2 separate regions of the Mus musculus genome follow, and region 2 is linked to region 1. The links are chromatin contacts, called in public promoter capture Hi-C maps. All regions are on one chromosome and are shown on one strand. Each heading gives the region's core, a stretch centred on a gene start, on an enhancer-like site or on the middle of the called end of the contact. The rest is flanking DNA. Distances are from core to core; before and after follow the strand shown. Region 1 holds the start of Tesc (tescalcin). Region 2 holds the start of Tbx5 (T-box 5).

What was found. Promoter capture Hi-C pulls out the DNA fragments that hold promoters and counts their contacts.
Region 2: a contact with region 1 is called in a promoter capture Hi-C map of embryonic stem cells. The contact joins the promoter of Tbx5 here to the promoter of Tesc in region 1. A contact is called at or near these places in 3 of 39 promoter capture datasets (embryonic stem cells, frontonasal cranial neural crest and maxillary cranial neural crest), 2 of 115 datasets of contacts at active chromatin or transcription factors (both in embryonic stem cells) and 2 of 9 other capture datasets (adipose tissue and embryonic stem cells).

Annotation. Positions count from the first base shown.
Region 1 is chr5:118,023,399-118,030,860 of GRCm38.p6, forward strand. Tesc (tescalcin) reads left to right here and starts at 4,345. Exons shown (of 8, transcript NM_021344.4): 1 at 4,345-4,589. The coding sequence starts at 4,532.
Region 2 is chr5:119,831,084-119,838,545 of GRCm38.p6, forward strand. Tbx5 (T-box 5) reads left to right here and starts at 3,580. Exons shown (of 9, transcript NM_011537.3): 1 at 3,580-4,194; 2 at 5,793-5,977. The coding sequence starts at 5,831. Gm5563 (predicted gene 5563) reads right to left here and starts at 903. Exons shown (of 3, transcript NR_169213.1): 1 at 656-903.

The DNA.
Region 1 (7,462 bases), core at 3,095-5,594:
AGCCAGAAGTTGAGAAGGGAGATCCTGGGGGCTCAGTGGTCCTGTAACCTGGAAGGGGCTAGGGCTGGGGATGAGAGGTCTGAGGTCAATACCCAAAGGGACCCTCACTCCGGCTGATGGGTGACTAGAGGGGGTTTGTCTCAGGGTCTCCTGAGGTCCTATATCAGAGCTTGACTTAAGAAGAAGGGGCTGGGGGCTGGCGAGATGGCTCAGTGGGTAAGAGCACCCGACTGCTCTTCCAAAGGTCCAGAGTTCAAATCCCAGCAACCACATGGTGGCTCACAACCATCTGTAACAAGATCTGATGCCCTCTTCTGGAGTGTCTGAAGACAGCTACAGTGTACTTATATATAATAAATAAATAAATCTTTAAAAAAAAAAAAAAAAAAAGAAGAAGGGGCTGGGGGCTGGTGAGATGGCTCAGCGGCGGGAAAGAGCACTGACTGCTCTTCCAAAGGTCCTGAGTTCAAATCCCAGCAACTACATGGTGGCTTACAATCATCGGTAATGACATCTGACACCCTCTTCTGGTGCGTTTGAAGTCAGCTACAGTGTACTTATATATAATAATAAAATAAATCTTAAAGAAGAAGGAGGGGCTGGTGAGATGGCGCAGTGGGTAAGAGCACCCGACTGCTCTTCCGAAGGTCAGGAGTTCAAATCCCAGCAACCACATGGTGGCTCACAACCATCCAATCACGAGATCTGACTCCCTCTTCTGGAATGTCTGAAGACAGCTACAGTGTACTTACATATAATAAATAAATAAATAAATCTTAAAAAAAAAAAAAAGAAGGAGGAGGAAGAGGAGGAGGAGGGGCTGGTAAAAGATGGAGTCTGAGATTCCATTATTTGAACTATACTTGAGAGACAGCGAGTACACCATAGGCTCTGGCTTTCTCTCTCTCTCTCTCTCTCTCTCTCTCTCTCTCTCTCTCTCTCTCTCTCTCTCTCTCTCTCTCATTTGAGAAATGGTCTCAAGTAGCCCAGGGTGGCCTTGAACTCTGTGTAGCCAAGGATGATCTTGAGTTCCCGACACTGTACTTGCCAGATTCTGAGATTACACGTGTGCTCCCCCATGCCTGGTTGATGCAGGCCTTCCTGCATGCCAGGCTAATGTGGTACCAACTGAGCCACAGCCTCAGACCCCTCCCTTTCAGAGACAGGGCCACACTCTGTATCCTGGGTTGGCTATGAGTTCCCAGCAATCCTCCTGCCTCAGCTTCCCAGGTCTAGGATCACAGGCCTGCACCAGAACAGTTGTGCCCTTGGAAGGATTTGGCTAATGTGGCCTGTTTGATGTGGTCTGTCCGTCCAGCTGGCTGGCACCTAGAGTCCCTTCTAACTTCTTTTTTTTTTTTTTTTTTTTTTTTTTTTAAAGATTTATTTATTTATTATATGTAAGTACACTGTAGCTGTCCTCAGACACTCCAGAAGAGGGAGTCAGATCTCATTACGGATGGTTGTGAGCCACCATGTGGTTGCTGGGATTTGAACTCCGGACCTTCGGAAGAGCAGTCGGGTGCTCCTACCCACTGAGCCATCTCACCAGCCCCCCTTCTAACTTCTTGTAGTCAGTGACCTATAGGTTAAGAAATTGTCCTGTATTCCTGTGGTATTCCAAAACCCAGGGGGAACCACCCCACATAGGATCATAGACATGGCTGCTCAAGCCAGGCGTGGTGGAGCATGCCTTTAATCCCAGCACTTGGGAGGCAGAAAGAGGCAGGCCGATTTCTGAGTTCAAGGCCAGCCTGGTCTACAGAGTGAGTTCCAGGATAGCCAGGACTATACAGAGAAATCCTGTCTTAAAAAAAAAAAAAAAAAAAAAGAAAGAAAGAAAGAAAGAAAAGAAAAAAAGAGAAAGAAAGAAAGAAAGAAAGAAAGAAAGAAAGAAAGAAAGAAAGAAAAAAGGGCTGCTCAGAGTTCAAGTCCATGGGTGGAGACCACTGGGATCTCTGACCAATAAAACAGATGTGCCTGGTGTCCCTCCAGGCCTCTGCAGCATCTGGTACCCACTGCAGAGCATTGCTGGCTCCCCAGATCTGTTTGCAGACTGGGGTCGGTAGGGTCACCCATGTTCCTGGTTCTCCATAGCCAATGCATGCACAACATAACATGGGAGTGCAGATCCAGCACAGACTGAAGTAGCTTGTGCGGAATCTTGTTCAACAGGGAGCTCTCGGAAGCTCCTTGCTGAGTTACTGCTGGCTGATGAGTTGTGTAGGCCATTCCAGATGTCCACACTGTGGAAATGCGCAAACACCACTGACGGACTTCCCAGAGGAACCTGGGAATTGTCATTTCTACCACCCCCAGAAAGAGTATCGTTGCTCTTGCCATCTTGCAGATGGGGAAACTGAGGCTCTGGGAGGTGAAGTCACCCACTTGAGCAAGCGTGGTCCCACAGCAGAGCTAAAGGCAGGGCCCAGCTCCACATCTCTGGGCTCAGCTGCCCTCTTGTTTCCTAGGGACCAGACTTGCAAATCACACTGGCACAGAGACAAACAGGTTTGTCTGTCCCTGGCTTTTAGCTCCTCTGGGGGAACTGTGTCTCCAGGGACAGGCAGTTAGTTACCTGGTGACTGAGACAGCCCGGTGTTGGGGCCAAGGAGGGAGCCCCGTGGTGCCTTCCTCTTGTTAAGCTCCCCACTTCCCCCCATACCTCAGTTTGGCTTTGATGACGCCAACAGAGCCATTGGTAAGACTGAATGAAAGCGGTGGCGTCCTGGACCAGCCGCATTAGGCTTTGTGTGGACAGAGCCCTGCTGGGTGCTCACATCACTCACTGCCAGAGGGGGAGGGTGGGTGCCTCCACCGCAGCACCCACGCAGCTTCGCGGAGCCCGCTGTTCTGTGGGGCCACGGGTGGGGACAATTACGGACTCTGAAGCTCAGTGTGGACATTGAGATCTCTGCGCTCCTGAGAGCTCACCCTGGCTGTTACTCCCACTCCATCTGCAGCGAAGGTGGTGTCTTATCCCTGTTTGCAGCTCAAAGATCTAGTCGGGACCTTGCACATAGTAGACCATTAAGAAACACGCATTAAATGAGTGAACAAATACACAAGTCAAATTGTCGCCCCCTTTCCTGAGGACTCCTCGCAGCCCCCCGGGGGGAGGGGCGGGCTCTCCTTGGCAACCACACCCCAGCCTGGTGAAAATAGACACTTGATAAGGCCTCTCCGAGGAGGCCTACACAGAGATCCCAGAGGAAGAGGGGGGCTCGGTAGAAGGATCGAGCACCAAGGGAAGGCACTGTCAGCTTGGAGTGCGGGTGTGTCTGGGGTTGCTGGCGATGGGGGAGGGGGTCTTCCCCGGCCTGGAGAATGCAGATCCTCTGTAGACAGAAAACTTAGTTGCAGGAAGACATAGATCATGGCATATTTTAGAAACCCCAACATCCCGGGACCTGGGGAGCCCTTTCCTGCCCTCCACCCCACAGAGATCTGTCTGGGTTTTTAGAATTCTTGGAGACCTGAGGCGGTCCAGCCTACTCAGCAGCGATGCCCCACAGCTAAGCTTCCCTTGCTTCTCGGGTGGGAGCAGTTTCCGTGAACTCTGGGCAGCTGCAGGGAGGACGGGGGATCTTCAGGGAGGATCTCCAGGGGCAGACTCAGCTCCCCGGAGGCTCAGAGTGGGTGATAATCGGGGTTTCAGTGGTGGGGCCGGTTCTTCTGGCTCTGCCGAGACCCCTGGGTTGGCTAGAGTGGGCTCCTGAGAACGCCAGTTCCAAGGATGCGCACCCACGGCCGTGACTGGCGAGGTGAAAGATCGTGGGGATCCCAGCACTTCCAGCCAGAACAGACTCTTGGCAGCTAAACCGGACGTCACTAAGCAGAGCAGGGCATGGCGGGCTCCCAGGGCAGCCTTGAGGTTGAATGTTTCCCTCCCGGAGCACCAGCCCCTTCCTCATCAATTGAACAGGATTCCATGGTAACCCGGCGCCTTTCTCCCTCTGCGCCCTACGGTGAGCATCTCACCGCAACCCTATTTGGAGATGGAGAGATGGTGGTTAGACCAGCAGCAGGACTGGCCAGTCAGGACCTCCTATCTCATCAGGATCCCCGGGACTCATCGGTCTCACCTTCTCTACTCAGTCCACGCCTGTCACCTGCGATGCGCGCTCCTCTGGGCGCCCACCTAGGTGCAGGGCGCGGGGGAGGGGATCTTTCACACTGGGCACACTCGCGTGCCCTCCTCTGTCCCAGCGCCGAGGCTCCGCCGCTGGACCCCGCAGAGTGGGCGGAGGGATGCGGGTCGCGCTGCCCGCAAGCTCATCCCGCGGGGCTGCGGCAGGGGCAGAACCACGTCGTGTCCTCCCCCCACCCCCATTCCCGCCCCCGCGGCCGCGAGGGAAGCGGGCGAGCGCTAGGACCGCGCCGCTCCGCCTCCCGCCGCTATAAGAGGCCGCTCGAGCCCCACGCGGAACCGGCTCCGCGCCGCTGTCCCCGCGTCCCCACCCGGCTCCAACGCAGCGCAGCCCAGGCAGTCCCCGGCCTGCGTGGGGCGCCCGGGGCCCCGCGGCGCACCATGGGCGCTGCCCACTCGGCGTCCGAGGAGGTGCGGGAGCTCGAGGGCAAGACCGGCTGTGAGTACCACACCGTGGCCGGGAACCCTCGTTGGCGGGGACCATCGCCTGCATGCCCCCGCTTCGCGCCACCGTGCTGTGTGACCTTGGGCTAGTGGCTTGCCCTCTCTGTGCCCCGTTCTCGGGCTGCTTCTGATGGGTTCCCGCCAGCCGCCGTGCGGGCGACGCCGCTGGGAGGGGTTGGCAGCGACTCGGGCCTGGGGTAAGGGTGGCCCGAGAGGCGACTTGACCCAAGCCTCACCCGACCAGGGCGGAGCCCGGCAGGTAGCCGTGGCTTTGAGGGCCGGCGCCCCGGCAGCTCGGGAGAGCGCCGAGCGCGCGCTGCACCTGCAAGTCTGCGGCTGGGGAGCGGGGAGGAAAGTTTGGAAGTGGCGGGACCGGGAGGAGCCGCGCGGTCCGCGGTGACCTTAGGCGGGGGTCACCCTGCCGCCTCCCCGTGCGTCCCCACCCCCCGGCTGCAGGCTCGGGCACCGAGCCCAGCGTCCTCCAGGCTGGCCCGCACTCCCGGGACCGCAGAGGCCGGGCGGGGCGCGCCTGGGGGAAGCGCCCGTCCGCCCCGCGCTTGACCCTGGGCTCAGAAGCGACCAGGGGACCCGGACTTGCACGAGGGTGGGCAGGCGCGTGGACTCAACCTGTTTCGGTGGTGGGACAGAGCGGGTTGTGAGTTCTGCCAGGACTGTGTGACCTTGGACCAGTCAGTTCCCGTCTCAGTTTGCCTCCTCTGAGGAATGGGAGACTGGCGCACCCCCAGGGTTCCTGCGGCAGGAGGTTGCGGCTGAGTTGAGAGCACCCAGTCAGCCCCCCTCACCCCCCCAGAGGGGGACTGGGCTGGCACTCGCCTCCCCAGAGCCCGGTGAAGTCATAGAAAGTCCCCAGCTGCTGAGCGTCTACACCGCGCACACAGTATGCGAAGTGTGCAGCGGATCCGCGAGAGTCGTTTACACGACCCACTAAGGGCGCGCGCCATCGAGCCAGTCCCGGTGAGGGTCGACTGTGAGTGCGCTGCCTGGAGTGTGCGCACGGCGTGCAAGGGGAACCGCGTGCGAGCGGGAGTGTGGGCGCACTGTGTGCAAACCGGGAGTGTGTGCACGCACTGTGTGAAAGTCGAGAGTGTATGCACACTGTGTGTGAGACAAGCAGGTGTGTGTGCACAGTGTGTGAAAGTCTAGAGTGTGCGGGCACTTTGTGAAAACCAGGAGTGTATACACACTGTGTGCGAGGCAAGCAGGTATGTTTGCACACCGTATTGAAGGCAAACTGAAGTGTGTGCACTTCAATCAAACTGAAGCGTGGTTGTGTGTGCACACTGTGGGCACTGCAGTTTGAAGCACGGTTTCACTTTGGGGCTCGGGCTGCTCTGATCGGGGACACTCCCTGCCTCAGTCTCCCCAGTTCTGGGACTGCAGGGCAGCACCCTCCCCCACTTTTGTATTTTCTCTCTGAATTCATTTTGCTGACTACAAACCAAAAGTTTCATAAACCTGCCCCCGCCCGCCTCCTCCCAGGCCCACGTGATGGAGGACAGCAGGAGTCCCCGCCCACTTTGACTCGGTTTGACCCATTGCCAGTTGCTGTCCCAGATGGTGTGGGGAGAGCTGGGATTCCGGGTGCAGGTTGGGTCCCCACCGGAGCAGCACCCAGGGCCTTCTGGGGAAATTCCTGCGGGCTGTGGGTTTGACAGTGACGGGCTGCAGAGCATGCTGGGAGCCTTGTCAGTTTCCTGGGCCCAGCCTCCCACGGTGACAGATGCTCAGGCTCAGTGGCTGCCTGGAGGTGGCTGGGGTGGCTTCTTCACTTGCTGCCTGTGCTCAGAATTCAATTCTAAAGGGAGCTGGGCGGGGGGGGGGGGGGGGGGAACGACGGGACCCAAGGTTATGCCACCCCCACCCCTGGGGTCCCACAGGCCCTGAAGGTGCTGGTCTAGTCTGGGCACTTACACCCGTTTGGCAGATCCTTAGAGTTTTTGAGGATTTTAGAGGATGTGGAGGTGACCCAGAGAGGCCAACATTCCCACACAGGATGCACAGGACACAGATCCACCCCACCAGTCTTAGGTTTCCAGGAACAAGCAACAGGGGGAGAGGATGGGAAGAGGTAAGCAGGTAACTAAGGAGCCAGTCATGTGACAGTGACCAGAACATCGGAGTGGCAGGTGCCATGGCCCTGTGGCAGGAGGCAGTTGATCACCTCAGTGAGGTTGGCCGATGGATGACATAGCAGTCCTCCAGGCTCAGGCTGCACTGCAGCCCCAACTTCAGGGGTCCCCTGTGCTCCCCGTGCCTCAGTTTTCCCTCCTGTCAGATGGACATAGCAATAGAACTACATTGAACTAGGTCTTGGTCCCTGTATCCCTGCTGTGTGTGTGACCTTCAGTAGGTCACTGCCTCTCTGGACCTCAGTGCTCCACCTGGGTGTCGCCGCCTCTGAACAATTGTGTGGAGGAGATATTAGCCAGGAAGGCTCCGGACGTGGCGTGGGGTTGGACAGGGCTGTGGTATGAGAACTTATACATGTCCAGGGGAACACCACTGCACTTGGGCTTGCCTATACCAACACTGAGAACTTCACACAATACACAGTAGGTGTGTCTTCACCCACATCTTCCAGAAAGGAGATAAGGCTGTTTCCTCTCCTGAGGGAAACTGAGGCTCGGAAAGAGACAGCATCTTGCCTTCAGCACCACAGCCAGGAGTGGAGGGTTGAGAGATGGAGGATTCCCCACCACACACTGTGACCTCTGGGGCAGGAACCACTGCCCATGATGCATTGCTCTTCTTTTGCTCACCCCAGGACCTTTGCACAAGCCTTTCTGCTGCTGCTACACTCTGCACCATCTTGATTCATGTTTGTTCTTTATATGGGAGACTCTTCCT
Region 2 (7,462 bases), core at 2,330-4,829, 1.8 Mb after region 1:
CCAGGCGTGTATGTTGCTGCCCTCTCCCGCACAGAGGATGAGGGTGAAGCGGACAAGGAGACGCTGAGGCTGCAGTCTCTTCCCGTGGTGGTTGCTTTCTCCAGAGCACGGGGCCAGTCTCTGAAGCTGGGCTTGGCCCAGGTAGTTGCACCCGAAATTGCGGAGCAATGGGGGAAAGTGAAAGGAACTCGGCCCACTCGCGGGGCACCCTCGGTCTGGGTTTCCTGCCCCCACCTCGGTTCTCCTGGTCACCCTACTCGAATACGGGGACAAGGATTCTGGATTGCATTCTTGGGTGAAAACGTGAATTTGGGGCTCGTTCGCCTGGGAAACGAAAGCAAAGCTGGAGCACCAGGCCGGGCAGCCTGGACTCTTGGGGAAGAGAACAGGGATGCACGCTGGTGTCCTGCATCTGTGCTGCAGGCTGCTGCCCCGCTGTCCCTTGGGGCCTGACCTTGGCTCTACCGCTGCAGGGCCGCCCGTGTCACTGCCGCTCCAATCCTCGGTGGACTGCGACCAGAACCGGGTCATGCTTCTGGGAATCCTAAAGTTTCAGGGATCGCAAAACCCCAGGACAAGTTCAGATGGAATGTCTGGCTCTCCTGGGGCCCGCAACGCGGGGGTTGGGGTGGGGGCGGCGGGAGGAGAAACTTACCCTCGGGAAGGCCTGACGCTCGCTTGCTCCGTGTAGGGCAGGCCTAGCTTATTGCCCGGAGCCGCTGGGGTGGGAGAAAGTCTGTGCGGTTTCGTAACTCAAAACCCAATGGGTTTCCAAATGCGCGTAGAAGCTTACGCAGACCCACCCGACCTCTCAGAAATTATGCCCATTGATCCAACTAGAAATAATTGCCGATTTCCACAAAACAAAATAGAGCGCCTCGCCCCTCTGCAGGATCCGGCGCTGAAAAAAAAATTCCCTCTGCACAGTGCACCCGTCTCTACCCCTTCTCCCACCCCGCCCCACCACACACTCGCACCCCGCCCCCGTCTGGCCACTCTGGGACCCATTGCATCCCCGGATCTCACTGAAGGAGCGGCAGACCGAATGGCCTTTCTCTCTACAAGGAACCTTGGCAGACATCTAAGATATCTAATATCCACTAAGATAGCAACCAGTACTTATTTCAGCACTGGGCATGAGATATGGCACCCCAAATGTAACCAGCTAAAAGGGCCTCCTCGACAGAAAAATAAAACTGTGTAAGTAAGAAGCCTTTACCTTTTGCAACGAACCTTAGGAAACCTTGGTTTCCTTACAAATGGGAGCTAAAGTGGTCTCGGTCCTCACTTCTCTTGATCTCTCTAAGAGAATCGATTTTGCTTCTATTTGTGTCTCCTGTTCACACTCTCTACTCCAGGGGGCTCTGGGTTTATTTATTTCTTTATTTCCCCCAAGGTCCAGGCATGCTGGAGTTGTGTCTTCCAGTAGACCTTGATAAACGAAGATGGGGAGAGAACCCAGCCTCCCGCCACTGCCCGCCACTGCCCCCCAGTCCAGCGTGACAAGGCGCGGGCTGGTTGCGTGACTTGTGACGTCTCCACGCCCAATAGGACCAGCGGCTGGTGAGATAGTCGCTATCGCCTGGTTGCCTCTTTATTTTATTGGGGTATGCCTGGCAATAAACAGTAATATTTAATTTGTCGGAGACCACAAACCAACGGCGAGCTGGGAGGTACTTGCTTTTCTTGACAGACCCTGGAAGAAGTCTTCGTTTTAAAGGGGGGGTGTCTTTGCGGGGGGGGGGGAGGTGATGTCTTTTCAAAACTCATTGTGAGCTACCTCGCCTCAGTGAGCAAACCCTTTTGGCTTTTTGGCTGAAGAAAGAGTGAGGTTATTGGAGGTGAGTCTTGTTGGGGGAAAACTAAAGGGAGGGACAGATATCTATCTTCAGGGCGGCCTTAATTTTCCCCAGAGCCTCTGCTTCCCACCCTACCTAAGCCTGGCTGAACCCCTTCCTGACTGGATTTTTATCTTCTATCACCTGGAAGACTGGATCTCGTGTGCCAGTTTGTAAGCAAAATACAGAAAACAACATTGAGTGGTGGCTGGCTTCGTGCACCATCTAAGCCCAAGGAAGGAAGTGTTTCTGGCTGGGTTGTTGCTTGGGGAAGGCCAGCTTTTCCCTCTCGGGAAGGGCCTGCTGATTATTTATGGGGATTAATTTTATCCTCAAATCTCTGTGAATGTAAAAGGGATTGGCGAGGTCTGTCTGGATTTCCCCTATGCTTCAACCAGAGATGCAGGCTCTCAACCGGCTTTCAGCTTTCAGTCCTGCACCCAAGGTTGAGGTTGCCTCTCTGTTCAACCCCAAAGGCTTTCTAGCTGACTTTTTAGAAGCGCGTGACGAAGGTGTTTGCACAAATAAATAGCTGGCCTTGGCCAGGGTCTGTGTGAAAACAGACCTGGAAACTAGAGAGTGGGGTTGCCCCTAGCTGCCCCCACGCTTACAACTGCAAAGTCCACTGAAGTTTTTGCAAGGGCAGCCTGCAAATTTTGCAGCCACAGAGGCTACAATGTTGCCGGAGTCCTATGGGCTCTCTCTCTCTCTCTCTCTCTCTCTCTCTCTCTCTCTCTCTCTCTCTCTCTCTCTCTCTCCAGTCCTTGGCTCTAAGGATGTAGTTTCTAATTAGAGTCCCAGAAAAGACTCCCTGTACTTAGAGAATACAAGGAAGCTGAAGAGGGAAACAGAATGTGATTTGGGGCATTTGTTTCAAGCAACATTCTGTGCTTGTCCCGGCCTGGTTCTGCTTACAGCAAGAGCTACTTCCAGTGCCTCTGCTGTGGGCTGCTTTTATTCACCCTCTGAACTGCAGACTTCAGAGAGGCTAAGGGCAGGCCAAGGAGTGCTGGCAGCTGAAACCCCCAGCCAGCCCTCAGTGACTGATTATTTTAATAAAACTGGGCACTGCTCTGTGTACACTCCAGTGTGTGTCTTGAGGAGGGGGCACACACAACAATTTCTTGGCATCTTTGATCTTGGTTCCCCCATCCTAAGGCACCTTCTCCCCCAAGTCCTAGAGAGCTTGGAGTGGGGTAGGGTGGGGGACAATGAGTCTGAAGTGGAGGAGAGATGTCAAGGCAGCTAGTCCTGGCTCTGCAAGGGGCCAGGCAGGGTCACACCACTCTCTGTCTGAGGTCAGCATTGGAGACAGAAATCGGGTGAGGCTGCAGAGGCCCATGGGTGTGTGCACACGCCTAATGCATCCAGTCTTGGTTCTCTGCAGGGCTGGGCCATTGAAATTGCTGGGCTCCCAGAGTTCTGCCTTGATTACTGTAGCTTGCCTGCCTGCCTTCCTTCTTTCCTTCCTTCCTTCCTTCCTTCCTTCCTTCCTTCCTTCCTCTTCCTTCTCTTTTTTTCTTTCCTCCCTGCAACCACTGGCTCAGAGCAGTCAACAGAGATGGAAGGAGGGTAAAGAGGATGGGAAGTGGAAAGGGAGTGGGGGTGGGGAATCAGCAGGTCCTATAGTGGTTCAAGAGTTTGGGGTATATCTAGTGAGAAAGTGGGAAAGGTGGTGGGAGGAGGGAGGGAGGGGAGGAGAGGACACACACACACACACACACACACACACACACACACACACACACACACACAGAGAGAGAGAGAGAGAGAGAGAGAGAGAGAGAGAGAAGAGGGAGCCAGTTAGAGAAGCATTTTCTATACTTTGTGAGCACCCCAGCTGAGTTAGTTTGTCAGAGAGAGAGAGAGAGAGAGAGAGAGAGAGAGAGAGAGAGAGAGAGAGAAAGTCATACTTCAAATTCTGGAACTTTAACCCCTGAAAGCATCTCTCTGAAAACAGCTGGCTGATTCCCAAGTCTCTCTCAAGTCTCCCAGTTTTTCTTCTCTGGGGGTGCAAGAGCAGAGCAGGACACTGAGATCGTAGGGTTTAGGGATGCTCCCAGATCTGCTATTTAGTCTTCTGTTCCTCTAAGCCGTTCTGGAGCCCGACAACTTAAAAGTATTTGGGGCTAGCGAACAGCCAGCGAGCAGTGGAGGAGGTGTGTGCTGGAGGTGGGCAGTCGCTGGGAGGCTCTAGTGGTGGGTACTTCTTTGTAGCAACAGTAGCAGCTAGCTTGGGCAAGCAATCCCCAGCACAAACTCCAGAGACACCATGCCTGCACCCCCACCTGGCCTCCGGCTTTCCTGCTAAGAGGAAGAGGGGCGGTGGCGAATGCATCCCCCTGTACAGAGCGAGGTAACCGTACTACCATATGGCCGGGGAGGCTTGGGCGGGAGCAGGCAGCCACAGTCGGCTGGGGAAACAGAGAATGGCGGACTCCAGCCCTGTCTTGCATTCTGCAGAGTCTGGCTTGCAGAGATTTTACCCGAGCCTTTCAAGGCAAGAGGGAGCCGCCGGGAGGCTGCCGCGACTCGGGGAGCAGCGTTGAGGCTTGCAAGGCACACGGCCTGGTTCTGTCAAACCACATCTTGCTCGTCTCCGCCGGCCTCTAAGCTTCCCTGGATCCTGGCAAGGGTTCCGGAGGGTTTCTCCCTATGGCTGGCCGCGAATGGGAGAGCGTATGTGGGGCTCCAGCCCTGTTTTTCTTTGTTATGAGAAGATCATGGGGGATCCCATGGCAGTTTTCCCCAAGCTCCTAAGGCCAGAGGAAGAAAGAATTGGGCCTCAGAAACGATCTGTGGCGGTTTAGGTCTCAGGCCGCTTCAAACCAGGCTGGTATGCAGGCTTCTTTGCCTAAGAAGCTGCTAAAACTGTGGGAAGCCATCTCTTACTTGAGGTCTGCTGGTGTTTTGAGGTAGAGGCAGTGGTAGAAATCCTCCCTTGAGGAAGGGGGTTGAACTAAGAATTTCAACTGCTTGCTTCATCTTCTTCTGTTGAACACTCGGGGCTGCCCTACCAATGTACCTCCTTCCCTAGCAGTCCACTGAATGTCTGCAGCCCAGAATTTATCTGGGACTGATTTTAGGCTGTCCGACTGGGAGCCAGGCTGGCAGTTTGAGTTAGCCAGCCCCGTTGAAGCTCAAAGACATTCCCTTTAGCTTGATTACTCCACGAAAACGCCTGCACCACCGCCCCCACCCCCCACTCTCCCGCAGCCAGCCGATCTGAAAAAGATCCGTGAGGGTACAGCCCCGCCACCGGCAGTGGAGAGTCAGCCACCGAGTTGTAGGCCCCTCTCTGATTTGGATCTACCTCCAGCTCTCCCTGGCTACTTTATTTATTTATTTATTTATTTATTTATTTATTTATTTATTTATTTTCCATTGGTATTGCTTAGGCTTGGGGAGAGGCTGTTTCATTTTAATGCCTGTAACAGATGATGAGAGGGTTATTATCCTCTATCCTCCGGGTATATCTCTTTCTCCCCTGTTTTTTATTTTTGCAAGACGCGGGTTATTCTGGGCCTTTTGTCTATTGTAGAAAAATAACGTCTCTTAGGAGGTTTCATTTTTTAAAAATTGCTGGCATGGTCTCTTGGATTTGACAAAGACCATTTCTCAAAGGGGCACAAGGTTTTTGTTTTCTGTTTTGTTTTGGGTTTCTACCCGATGGCTTCCAAAAATACCGACGCCTTATCTTTATTGGCTCTTCCAGGAGTTCAGACAAATTTGACGGACAGCTCTCTTATCACCCAGAGCCTGTGCAGGGGAGATGTGGGGGGCCTTGCCGCCTCCTCCCTGTCTGAAGCGGGTCTTTCGCAAGCGGTGGTGCGTGGTCGGAAAGTATAACAATAAAAAAAGACTTTCTGAAGCCTCCTTCAGCTTGGAGTGAAGGGTCAAACAGCTTGTCCCCTATGTCGCTAGACACTCTCCAACTCCCTCTCTTGTCCTCAGAATAGAACCTCGCGCGGGCACAGGAACCCCTGCGCACCATGGCCGATACAGATGAGGGCTTTGGCCTGGCGCGCACGCCTCTGGAGCCTGATTCCAAAGACAGGTCTTGCGATTCGAAACCTGAGAGTGCTCTGGGGGCTCCCAGCAAGTCTCCATCATCCCCGCAGGCTGCCTTCACCCAGCAGGTAAGAAAAGCCGGCCCAGCGGCAGGCGTAGACCGAGGACTGAGCCCAGCTCTCTGCTAACGGTGCAGGGGGGTGGGCAGGGCCAGCTATTCCCTCTATTTCCTGGCTAGTCTCACCAAATCTCCCCCAATTCCACTCTATCCCAATCCACTTTATCGAGGCGTTTATCTTTATGGCCTGCGTATTTTAGAAACCTATTTACATTATTGGAGAGCTCTCAATTATCCGACTATTTGGGGTCAGCTAACAACGGGCCAGATAATTCTCTCCCAGCTGCCCTGGGTATGCCTTATTAAGGGTCGGGTCAGCGGCCGCTTCAGGCCGGCATGAGCGATGACTTGACCCTCCTTAGATCTTTCTTAGCCTTCGCCTCGGCTCGCCTGCTCTGCGCAACCCGCCTCGCCCCTCATACAGTACCATTTATCTTGCTCCGGGGCCTGGAGGAGCTCCCTGACCCGCCGAGGAGAGCACACAGGGGCTGGAACCAAGGCACCCAGAGCCCGGCTGACTGGAAGTTGGTCCGGAGTGGAGGGAGAGGTCTTGTGGTCTGTTATTTGAGTGGCCATCGTTTTTTGGGGGCGCTAAGTAGGTTTAAAACTAGGTGTCACTGGGAAGGCTTGACCAGAGAGATGAGTTTGATCTAGAAATCTTGTCCAATTGATGTGTGTATAGCTTTTAATAAAAGCAAAGAGGCTTAAGAATAGTTTGGGGAAATTTACATAACATTTTGAAAAGGGAAAACAAGTTCACTTTTTAGTCGGTGGTTGATAATTGTTTCACAATGAAGAGTAGTGTCTGACTGTTTTGGTATTGGTTTTTAGAAATAACTTCCAGTGGAAAGAGAAAATGTTAAAAGGCTTAATTGGTTGCCCCAAGTCAAAGAAAGGCTGGGCGGTGGTGCTAGATAAGGCAAGAGTCTGGAAAGATTGTTAATATAGACACTGAGGGGGAAAACTACTTTTTTTGGTCCTTGAGAAGAAAAACGATTTTAAAATTGAAAATTTCTACATAGTGGCTCACATGTGTTGGAATCTTAGCACTTAGGAGGGTGAGGCAGGAGGGTTGCCAAGAGTTTGAGACCACTTTTATGCGCTGCATAGTGAATTCCAGGCCTGTCTGGGCTGCAGAGCAAGACTTTGTCTCCAATATTAATAACAACAATAATATTGAAAATTTTTGTATGTTCATATTTAGACCCAGTGATGACGGACAGCGATGTATTTGCATAGCTGTGTGTTTTGCATCTGGGTGACAATACAAAAATATCCTAGTGGGGTTTTCTAGATGGATCCCCTCCCAATCATGTTTCAGCTAAAAATGGATCCAAATTAGATGGCCTGGTCCTCTAGGGGGGAGCTCTGTGGAGGGGAATAATTCCCAGGCCTCAATCTGGTGGAAGAGACAGCAGGTACTAAGGACTGAGATGCTGCTGGACGCAAGCTCCAACTCACCTAGGGAGCTGTAGGCAGATGCCATGGGTCGCCC